Linked DNA regions of Mus musculus: region 1 is linked to region 2. A link is a contact called in public HiChIP or PLAC-seq data. All regions are on one chromosome and are shown on one strand. The core of a region is the stretch at or near the end of the contact, and the rest is flanking DNA. Distances in the headings are between cores, read along the strand shown.

The links. HiChIP or PLAC-seq counts read pairs in DNA pulled down with a chosen protein or histone mark.
Region 1: a contact with region 2 is called in a FOXA1 HiChIP or PLAC-seq map of pancreatic cancer cells. The contact joins two enhancer-like sites. A contact is called at or near these places in 1 of 39 promoter capture datasets (the C10 cell line), 1 of 484 Hi-C or Micro-C datasets (cumulus cells), 8 of 115 datasets of contacts at active chromatin or transcription factors (astrocytes, craniofacial prominence, embryonic forebrain and 5 more) and 1 of 9 other capture datasets (embryonic stem cells).

Annotation. Positions count from the first base shown.
Region 1 is chr19:57,624,225-57,630,224 of GRCm38.p6, forward strand. Atrnl1 (attractin like 1) reads left to right here. Exons shown (of 29, transcript NM_181415.4): 2 at 4,861-4,944. Among named protein-coding and RNA genes, the nearest start is that of Atrnl1, 16 kb to the left of the region's middle. Within about 2 kb of position 3,262, at least 25 of the 459 cell types and tissues checked have an H3K27ac peak or open chromatin away from gene starts, as enhancers often do. A contact at or near this core is called in pancreatic cancer cells, where this site is marked.
Region 2 is chr19:57,093,714-57,099,722 of GRCm38.p6, forward strand. The region is part of intron 6 of Ablim1 (actin-binding LIM protein 1); the gene reads right to left. Among named protein-coding and RNA genes, the nearest start is that of Afap1l2, 88 kb to the left of the region's middle. Within about 2 kb of position 4,663, at least 88 of the 459 cell types and tissues checked have an H3K27ac peak or open chromatin away from gene starts, as enhancers often do. A contact at or near this core is called in pancreatic cancer cells, where this site is marked.

The sequences.
Region 1 (6,000 bases), core at 2,012-4,511, 530 kb after region 2:
GTAACATGTACCTTTGTAAAGTTTGGAGACTGGTAGAGAGGAATGGGCAGTCAGGTGGAGGTCTACAGTCGGCTAGCATGTGGACTGTTGGAGTTTGGTTCCACAGGGAAGTGCTTGGGACAGGGGACTTTGGCATTATCAATGCAAAGAGGCAGGGAGGCCAGGACATTTATGTTCCTATTTGTGGGCTAAAGGCTGTTCCTGGGAGGAGGTAGATTCATAATCAAGTCTCACGATTTGCATGAGCAAAATGAGTTTTAGTTGCTCGAGGGGAGAGCCCTTCAAAAAAGATTCAGAAACTCACTGTAGAAATCAGACCAAATGTGTGGAAATGTAAGAAAGTCTGAGAGAGTGTGACACAGCACTGCCACTGTCAGCCACTGCACTGTGGTGTGAGCACAGCACTGCCACTGTCAGCCACTGCACTGTGGTGTGAACACAGCACTGCCACTGTCAGCCACTGCACTGTGGTGTGAGCACAGCACTGCTACTGTCAGCCACTGCACTGTGGTGTGAGCACAGCACTGCCACTGTCAGCCACTGCACTGTGGTGTGAACACAGCACTGCCACTGTCAGCCACTGCACTATGGTGTGAGCACTGCACTGCCACTGTCAGCCACTGCGCTGTGGTGTGAGCACAGCACTGCCACTGTCAGCCACTGCACTGTGGTGTGAACACAGCACTGCCACTGTCAGCCACTGCACTATGGTGTGAGCACTGCACTGCCACTGTCAGCCACTGCCCTGTGTTATGGTCACAACACTGCCACTGTCAGCCATTGCACTGTGGTGTGAGCACTGCACTCCCACTGCCAGCCGTTGCACTGTGGTGTGAGCACAGCACTGCCACTATTAGCCATTGCACTATAGTGTGAGCACAGCACTGCCACTGCCAGCCACTGCACTGTGGTGTGAGCACAGCACTGCCACTGCCAGCCACTGCACTGTGGTGTGAGCACAGCACTGCTACTGTCAATCATAGCACTGCAGTGTGCCTATCTTTAACTATTAAGATAGCAGCATATTATTTTATGAAGTTGTGCTAAATTATTCCCATGAGAATTTTCCCCTACCTCTTTGCCCATATTTGATATGGTCAGCATTTTGGGTGCAAAGAGATATGTTATTGTCCATTTATTTTGCAGTGACTTGGCATTACTGTACTTGGTTTTAACATATTTAGGAAAAAGAATCTCATAGTCTTAAGAAAATTTAATGTTACTAGTTAGAGGGATAAGAGAATGAGAATTCTGAAAGAGCAGAAATGAGAGCAGGCCCCTTGTGGCCGACGGCTGAGAGTACAACTGATCGTCCTTCGTCTGAAGTTGACATCTTGCTTGGTAAGCATAGCCCAGGCTTAGTGAGTGGAAGGGTTATGTTGGGGCTACGGTGAACTTACTCTGACTTGCTCTGAAATGTTTTATGGGAAGCTGAGGAAAGCTGTTCATGGGAGTGTCTCACTCTAGGTGTTTGCTTAAAAAAATGGCGGAGAGGAAGCTGGGGGAAGCTTTTGGTGGCTAGATGCTGCTGTCCATGATGTGTGGTTGTAGTAATTTACTGCTGGCAAAGCCACACGGGATGCATGAACAGTGGAACTAGGAAGCAAAATCCTTTTCTCCCAGAGTCTCTTCCAGGGCACTCTGTGAACAAATCATGCCAGCTGACTATAAAACTCCTCGCCATCTGGCAAAGAAAAACGATTTGAAGGGTCCGGGTCTATTTTAACGCAGTAGGCAAATGGATGAATGGGAGGTGAGAAGGTACCAGATGGGTGACTGGTACAGCGCACCCCGTAGAGATGCAGCCTCTGGGGGAGCCTTTTGAACGTATTTGACTCCCCAGTAACAACCTGAATCTCTGTGTTTACCCACGAAGACACACTTCTTACAAGTAAAGAGCCATTTACTTTTGCCGCAAAAGCAAGAGAAAGCGTGGTCCCCAAAGGCGCTGTATTGACCGTCGCTTGTATGGATCCTGTCTTTTGTTCTCTCTCAGCCACAGCGAGTGATCAGTCTAGCTGTAAAATTAGCTTCTGACTGCTTGTGTGCAAAATACAGCTGTGAGAAAGAGTGATATGTACATACACACACACATGCGCACAAACCCACGCACACATATGCATACACACACACACACACACACACACACACACACACTGAAGCTAAGCCAACCTTTAGAAGACCACGGCTTCTTATGTTATGGTTTTGTCCTTTTCCACCTACCCACTAGAAATTGCTTGGTGGAATGGCCTGGCTCAAACACAGATCTGGATTTCTCAGTTATCCTGGTGTAGTTGGGAAGTTACTGTCATTTGTGCTTGATTTCTACTGGAATCTGTCCCCCTAGCGTCTTAATTTCGATTATTGTACTTTTCAGTAACAAAAATTTTCAGAAATATCCTAACTGCTACCATTTTTATTTATACTTTTGAGTTAATTATTTCCAATGTAAACATTTTTCTTTTTAAACTTAGCATATATATATATATATATATATATATATATATATATATATATATATATAATGAATACATTGTATGATAGTCATGGAGAATTTTGATTCAGGCTTATTGTTTGTAGCTTCCTTTTTTGTATCTTGCTTTTGATACTTAATTATCTTTCAACAGTCATACATTTCACTTAAAAACAAAAACTCTTGGTGGCTGTAACTTGAAGCCTGGGATATGTATGGTTCTTAGCATCCGATTAAGCCGGCTGTAAGCCTTGGAACTTTCTGTTGCCCGGAAGACTCGTGCTCTCAGGCTTACCCCCTGCTTTTGTGTTAGTTGGGGTTTCTAGGGAACAGAGCTGATAGAATGAGCGAATATTCATCTCTATGTTAGTACTCAGCAGTCCAGCCTTGGCTGTTTCTAATTGGGAAGATCAGTGCATGAGATGGGAGTCCGGTGCTGGAGTCCAAGGGAGCGCCTAGAGATCTATCACTTTTCAATCCAATTCTCAATACGATCTTGGAGAAATGGGTTCTGACACCAGAGAGGGAAAGGGCCAGGGCAGATGAGCTTGCCAGTGAGAGGGAGAGCCAGCAAACGGAAAGCATGAGTTTCCTTCTTTCAGGTCCTTTGTGTGCCCTGCCACCACAAGGTGTGACCCATTGAGGGTGGGCCTTCTGACCTCAGATGGACTTAGGGTGGGTCTTCCACTTCAAATAATCCAGCCAAGAAAAGTCCCTCACAGGTGCTCCAGGGGCGTGGCTTTAGTCACTTCAGGATGTAGTTAAGTTGGCAACCAAGATGAGTCATCAGAGCGCTGGTACACCATTACTCAAAGAACAAGTCATTGTTCCCAGGTCAAAAGTACCATGTGGCACACTGACGTGCCTTTCTGCTGCGGGCTTTGCTTCCCGTTCTTGTCTTGTCATTCCTCCGTCCGGACTCTCAAGCACACACTTTATTTATTTATTTATTTATTTATTTATTTTGGTAGTTTCTGTAGATTAGAGAAATCTCTAGCCCCCAAACAGCCTTTTGTGCCTGGCTTCTCTCAAAGTATCTATGACTTCTGGGTCTTAGCTTGGTCACTAGATATAGTTGCTGATCAGACTTGGAGTATCTCAAAATTATTTCACTTTTAAAGTTGGTATGGGGGGTGTCTGTCTGGATTACCTCATCCGCTATCATTGGAAGTGAAAAATTAGAATAAGTTAACTGGCCTGTTATTTAAGCTGTACTTTGTTTTTCTCATCTGTCGTATGGAATTGCTAAGTATTTTACAGGGATTTCGAGGTTTCAGAATAAAGTCATGTATTATCCACTTAGAGTAATACTGGTTAGATAGAATGTGTTTGTTATCTTGAGAATATAGAGCTTTGTCTATAGCTCATCAATTTTTTTCCAAGCATAAATTTGCATTTTTATTACCAAGACCATTTGTAGGAATTGTGGAAGTCTTTCAGATAACGTTAACATTGGCTGGCTTGTCAACCTTGTTTATCTCCTAATGTTTTCAAGGCTCCATATACTACATGGAAAACTTAATTTTATTTAAGAGTAGATTATGACCCTGATATCAGGGGGTATATACATATGTCTGTTCGTGTGACTACAAAAAGCCGGTTATCTGTGAAGTGTGTATGTATGTATGTATGTATGTATGTATGTATATACATCTATGTATATATATATATATATATATATACGAAGGCTAAATGAAAATTTAAATTATGAACCTGTTAAGTAATTTGTCTAGAAGTTAGGTGCATCTAGATTTTTGTCTTTAATATTTTAAGATTCTGAAAAAAAGTTTTTCGAATTGTTTAAGTATAGATAGAAAAATTAGACTTACTCTTATTTCTAAAATTGGCAGAGATTGTGTAGAAGTATAAATTAGTCAAGAGAAGTTGATAAAAATGGGCATAGGACTGTGACGTATCTTACGGCTGCTTAATGGTTGTGGCGCACTGAAATCACGTGCAGCAGTCACCCCCCCCCCCAAGTCACGTGCACCGTTGCTCCCAGACGCAACCCTGTGTCCCCCCCCCCTCCCCCCCCGGCGCCATTCAGAGGCCATTTGATTGTCCTTTCGCTAGAGCCTTATTTTAGTGAAGATAAATTTTAACCTCGTCAACATTTTGTCAACACAGAACCCGTCAGGGAAATGTTCAGCCTTCCCCTGACTTTTCCTATGCTGTCAGTTGAAACAGCCGTGCTTTATCCAATTTGAGGAGATTTAGACAATTTCTTTTCATTTGTAGGGACAAAATTGTTTTAGATTGTCAATATAGCCTCCAATTTGTAACTGTTAGGTCTCGTTGTTTTGGCCTAATGCTTTGAATTTTTCTCCCACTATTGCATGCTTTCATGCTACCTTAAGGTAACCGTTTTCCTGATTTTTCTTTTTTAGGTTAACAGAACCTTCTGGATATTTAACAGATGGACCAATTAACTATAAATATAAAACAAAGTGTACATGGCTAATTGAAGGCTAGTAAGTATACGATTTGGGCTCAACACATTGATTTTTATCCTGAGATGCTAAAGCAAATGTCTGATGCAAACGTGTCGGGTAAAATCATTAGCTATATGTTTCATTTCCTTGCTTATTATTGGAGCATATGCATAATATTTATGGAGTTTAAAAATGTAAACCATAGTGTCTTCCCTTAATGGTATAATAGTAAATATGTATTTTGTTTTTGAATTATATTTATTGCCAGACCAAACACATTAGGCCATATGGCTTTTAAGAAATATCTTGTTGGGAAGTTTACGTATTCTGCAGAAACTATAACAGTAGTCCACGCTGGCCTATGCCACTGGTTAATGTTTTCAGCATTTTAGTACAATTTAGTTCAACAAACTTTGTTGTGCTAAGGATCTTTTAAGAATATTTTCATAATGTTTTGTGGAAGGGATTGGTTATCGACCTCGGGTCCTTTTCACAATGAGGGTTTCTAGCTACTTAAACTTTATTATGCATTGGTAGGGACGCTTTGGTTCTATTTTATGACTGTATTTGGAAGGGCATGCTTTTCAGGTTACTTTAAAAGTCTCTTTAGAACCACAGCAGCTACTTCTGCTCCTTACCTGTAGTCTTACTTTGCTCTTTGGAGTGTATCACCATTGAGAAAAAAAAAAAAATCGAAAGAGCCGAGTGCCTCCACTTAAAGGTCCTGTTTCAATGAAACTCGTTGCTTCTGCGTGTTGAATTTTTGTAACTAGCTTTATGCAAGTACAAATTGATGTGAGAGAACGTATTCATGCTAGTATGTAATTTAATATGGTTTCATTAAAAAATCATGAAGTATATAACTTCTGCCTTAATCAAGTATATAACATCTGACTTTTATTGCTGACTGAATTTTTAAGAAAAAGATTATGTGTTTTCAAACCTGTATTTTGACATCATATCAGTTTTTCCCTAGTGATTTAACAATTCGTAGAAAAATATCTGAAATAGATTTTAAATAAATTATGATGTCTAATTCTAAAAACATTATTTTATATATGATATCTGAATTTAGAGATACTTTTTCTTCTTTCA
Region 2 (6,009 bases), core at 3,413-5,912:
GCAGCCAGACATTTATAAGAAATTCTACCAAAGGCAAAGGGAGGGGAAGTAGAGGTTGCTGAGAACAGGGCGGGGATGGGGTGGTGTCAATGAAGCTGTCAATCTGGGCAACGGGAAAGCCATATGCCTTTATTGCCCTACACAGCAGTGGATGTTACACAAGTGCACACTCAGCATAATCAATATCTATACCTGCAGTGAGGACAATCTGTGATTAGTTTTTTCTTTGTCAATACGTGAGCAAAGAGGGTGGGGCATGACCAGGAAGGCAGGATTAAACCACTCCATTCACGGGTCAAAACCAGGTTCACATGTATTCACTCCTCTTGGAGGCCCAGAATAGTTACCCCAGAATGCTGATGGAGAAGGCTCCTCTCCAGAATAAAGTGCCTGAGCACATAGAAGGCTGGAGGTGCAGGCGCAACACCATGGGAGAGCAGCCGCATGAAGATTGTTCAATGCTTTAAAGGGGATTTTACAAATGGCTCGCCTGTCTAGTTTTATTTGTGTTTGTTTTCCTTTTGGATGAAAGGAGAGAGCCAACTCCAGACAGATAAAGTAACCTGAAATGCTAAGGGGCACCCAGTTAGTGCCCCAAACTGAGTTAAAGGAGACGGGCGGACAGGTGGCGAAGAGTTGCAGTTCCTTTGAGAATAAATAGAATTTTATTGTACAAAATAAAGCCTTCCTATACCTAAAGTTTGCTTCCAGAGTTTGCTAAGGCTAAAGAGAGATGAGGTCATCTTTAAAATTCTTTATTTTATCCTTCTGCTTCTGTTTATTGAAAGGACTTTACCAAGTAGTACACACACACACCAAAACAAAACACCCCTGCAGTTAGGGCCAAGTCTTTTAAATCTACTATCCCAAGTGTGTTTTCTTCTCTTTTTCAAAAAGCCATTGAAGTGGACTTAGATTCATGCCAGAGTTGAATAGAAACTAGGATTCCCACTTGCCCATGCCCATCCCCCTGACCCTGCCCAGCTTGCCCATCAATAAGCATGCCCAAGTGCTGTATTTGCTGTTACTGATAGCTTACATTGATCATCGCTGTGTCCACAGCTCACAGTGGAGTCCACTCTTGGTACCTGTACATTCTACAGGTCTAGACAAATTTCCAGTGAAATGTAGCTCTCATGACAGTCTTATGTAGAACAATCTCACGGCCATAAAAGCCCTGTATGCTATGCCCAGTCACCCCTCAATGTTATTTCTTGCCATAGGTGATGTTCACAGTATGGGATGCTTTGAGCCTAACTCTTTGTCAGTATCCCACGTGGTTTCAGCTTGTCTGTCGTTACAAATCTAATCCATCCCTTTCAGAGGCAAAGCGCCTTTTCTTAAGACCAGGAGTGGGTGACATAAGTCCTATAACAACATAATATAGTCCTCTTCTCCCTGTCCTCTCATCAGTTATTAAGAAATACCAAGGTCTGGCGGGTGACCAGGGACCAGAGAGTGGATTATGAATGCCCTGGGGCGGTATCTGAATTTGGTGCTTCCAGAATGGGCTTCGGGTACTGAGCTAATGCTCTAGCTTAGGCAGACCTTCTTCCTTCTCATCCTGAAAAATGTCACACATTTTCCATGCCAGATTGAACTTTCTTATAAAGTAGGAAGAAGACTTTGAAAGTACTCCCCACAATTTCTTTAGAAAGTTAGGCCCTTCTTTGTCTTTGCTTTTGTTTTTGTTTTTTTTTAAAGTAAAATCCCTGACTTCCCATGTTCCAAGAACTGTGCACAAATCAGAAGTGTAGACAAAGTATCGTACACACCGTTCACTCTGTTCCCATTACTCAACCAAGAAGAGCGTGTTGTCTGTACCCAGACACGCTTACCACATCCTCCAGAGGCTGGCCGCCTTCTATCACCACATTTACTTGAGCCACATTCGTTTGCTGTGTTTTATGAAATCTCACACTTACATCTTATTTCTTTCTGTATCTCTACAATGTTTTATTTGTCCTTTCTAGTCTTGATAGGCATCTGGGCAGCTTAAAAGTTCGGGCTGTTCTGAAGACAGTGCTGACACGGGCTCTCTCCATCCTTTCATGAATTCCAGACTTGTTTTCCTTGCAAACATACACAGCAGAAGGAAGAAGTGCTAGGCCATGGGGTGATGCCGTCAAACTGTTGTCCAAAGTGGGTTTGCTTTCTATTACCATTTTAATCCAAGAGGAATTTGGGGGAATTAAGGAAGAAGAATCATATTAGGAGTACTTTGCCAAATGGTTCCCCAAAGTGTTTTTCTAACCTCTGTGGAGTGAGTGATTTTTTTTTATGAAATTGTCTCTCAGTAAAATCACTGGTTTAATCCCATAAGGGATCCATTATCCTAGGACCTGCAGCCTGCCACAAGGCCAGCTTCTATTCCCCTTCACCCTCCTCCTGCTGCTAGCATCCTATGAGCTAGATGAAATGCAAATACCTCCCATTTCTAATTTCTAAAGTGACTTGAAATGATCAGGCAGGCAACTGCACTACTGCCTGGATCACATCATATCAGTGTCTGCAATGGATAGCCGCAGAAGTGTCTTCCAATTCAGGAGAAGGCACCCTGGGTGCCATGGGAGATGCAGCTGCAGGGAGCATCTGAGAACCTAGCAGCCTCGCTAAGCTCTAGTTTTGCTATTGTTGATCTTCAGCAACTTCTCCTATATTCGTTTTATTGGTCGGTCTGTCTATCTATCTATCTATCTATCTATCTATCTATCTATCTATCTATCTATCTATCTATCTATCTATCCATCCATCCATCCATCCATCCATCCATCCATCCATCCATCCATCCATCCATCCATCCATCCATCCATCTATCTATCTATCTATCTATCTATCTATCTATCTATCTATCTATCTTGATCTGAGGTAATCTCATTATATGATAGCTTTGGCCAGCCTACAACTCATTTTGTGGACCAGACTATCCTCAAACTTACAGAAATCCACCTGTCTCTGCTTCCTGAGTTCTGGGATTAAAGGCATGTACCACGGCATGCTATTAACTCATGGTGGTTACTTTTATTGTTAACAATAGTCTTTGCACTTGTTCTGTGGTGGAAAGTTCTAGAAAGCATGTTCATATCTTATCTACCCAACACCTGTTCATACACCTACTATGAGTTAGAAGAAGTCTCCAAAGCTATAGAGCTAGTGTGCAATTTTAAGGATGGTGGTGGCGGTGGCGGTGGTGGTGGTGGCGGTGGTAGTGGTGGTGGTGGTGATGATGATGATAGCCTTCTATTCCCTCAAAGTCAGATAGATAGATAGATAGATAGATAGATAGATAGATAGATAGATAGATAGATAGATAGATGGGTGGGTGGGTGGGTGGGTGGGTGGGTGGGTGGGTGGGTGGGATGGATGGATGGATGGATGGATGGATGGATGGATGGATGGATAGATAGATAGATAGATAGATAGATAGATAGATAGATAGATAGATAGATAATAGATGGCTGTCTGGATGGACAGACAGGTAGATAGATAAATAGCACATACAAACACTGTTAGGTTGGATTGAGGACTAAGCCATTTTTATTCTGCTTAGCCTGCCCAAGAACACCTCAGGCTACTAAAAGCTGTCTGTCCCATGATGCTAAAAGGTTGTAAAAGCATTCATTCCACCAAGCTCGCTAGGTTAGTGCATCTATAAAGGGAATGCTAACTATTTATTAATGTTATAAATTTGTCTCTGAACAATGTGACACAAAGAAACTAGGCCTCTAGTGCCCTGTTGGGCATTTTTCTTCTTCTAAACACTCAAACTCTAAGATTAATTTTATGTATCCATTTATGTTGACACAGGGTCTTGCTGTGTAGCCCTGGCTGACCTGGTACTTATTATGTGGACCAGGATGGCCTTGAACTCACAGAGCCCCCTGCCTGCCTCTGCTCCTGACTGCTGGGATTAAAGGCCTGTGTCACCAATGCTGAAATGAATTTAAAAGGTGTCTCTTCAGGGACTCGCACTGATGATAGCGAGCTTTGGAATCCAAGGGGGTGTTGCTGTGTACACTGAGCAGGAGGCTACGGCGGTTCCTGGGACTCTGCTTTTGGTAAATGTTAGTGTGGTTCCAGGAAAGGAGCCACGAAACCTAGGCCCCTTTCCTAACTCAGTCGCTACCCTACATTCAAGGTCAAAGGTTTCATGGCCTTTATTATTATTATTTTTTAACAGCAGAAGACATTTACTTTTAAGCTCAGCATTTTGAAATCTAAGCCAAATTGGTTCATATCTTTGTGTCTTGTGCAAGTGCAAAAACTAAAGGTTTCTGGTTACTTATGATCTCATTTCTGGTTCCCTTTCCAGCACAAGAACCGTGAGTAGTCAGACTGTGGAGTCCCAGCAACCTGAGGGTCCTCTTGGAATCAAGGTTTCTCTCCTGGTTAAAGAGAAACAATTGCTGGACGGAGCCCAGGAGCCATGTGCTACAATTGTTGCATTTGGTTAAAAGAGGCTTCCGGCAGGTGTAGGACAGACAGAGGAACAAGTCTCCTTTATTTAATCTCAGCGATAGCTTTTTAAACGGTGGCACACCTTTGAAGGTGGACTTTTAAGATTTTTAAATATTTAAACTTGTCACACAATGTACAGCCAATAGGTGGCCCTGTAATGACTGGGTGTGGACCTGTTTGTCAACTGCTTTTCTTTGCCAAGCTGCTATCTCGAAAGTACATTCCAATTCTGTGACATCCATGTTGCAAACAGTCTCCCGGGAATCACAAGCGTCTCCGACCACCCTGGTCTTTTTCCTCTCTGCCTCTCTACTCTACCCAGCCTGGAGGGCTTCATAACAACCACACTCTCCATAGAACAGCCTGGCTGAGGAGCTGTGTGACACCTTCCAAGTTATTTCCATTAAAACCATTCCACTGAGCTCTTCAGAGTGGAGGACAGATGGTTCGGTTCTTGGCTGCCTACCGAATACTATCAGACTAAAAATATTTTGTCTTCGTCCCCAGGGTTGGAGGAGCCTTCAGGGCGGGAACCAAGACTGGAGAGTCAGAAAAACACAGCTTGCTTTTAAAAACATCCTCCCCTGATATCCTCTCCCACTGCGACCAGACTTTCATCCCTGTTCACAAACAACTTGCTGCACGCACTCTGCAGATCCCACAGTTCTCTGGGAGCGGGAGGGAGCTCCTAGCAGCCACTGGCTCTCAGTTCCAATTGTTAGGAGGAAGAAATAACTGGGGGTGGGGGGGGGGGGGTTAAGCAAGTTGAAGAAGGAAGGGGCGTGGATGATCGGAGTCAGGATCCTTGGAGCTTCTTGGTGATGCCCCAAGGAGCAGTAAAGCTAAGCAAGGTTCACCTTTGGATGACAATGGACAATGGAGGAAACAGACTCAATTCACATTCCAGACTTCTACAATGCTGGGTGGGGTCGGTCCAGCTTCAAGTCCTCTGGATTCCTCTGGAAGAGCAGGACTTGGGGATGAGGCCAGGAGCAGCTACACAAGTGGCTATCCCGACCCTCCACCTGCTACAACAGACCCAGGAGACAAGGGGACATTCCAGAGGTGAAACAGTGGCCTACCGGATCCTGACACCCAGAGACAGCTCAAGCCACATCATGGCCCAGTGCGTTGGGAGCTCTGGCTTCCATTGTGTGTAGTGATGTAGCACTATAAACTTTCACCCTGGGGTGAGAGAGGCCTGCACTGTGCCCACAGGCACGAGACCATCTGACTTCTGAAGTAAATACATCTTACCGTAAAGTGACAGGCACACAGTCAATGCCCGGTATTGTCCCATGACACAAAGACGGTGAAAGCCCAGAGAAGGAGTTACCCTACAGGAAGTGCAGGTGAGGCCTTGGGACGATGCTCCTTCCCTGATGCTCAGCAGCCTGGATGCAGAAGCCCCTAACAGATGACAGTTGGTGGCTCAGTGGTTAAGAGCACTGGCTGCTCTTCCCAAGCACCTGGGTTCGATTCCCAGCAACCACATGGTGCCTCACCATGCACACCAACTCCACTGCACCCCACTATGCTAAAATGTTTGTT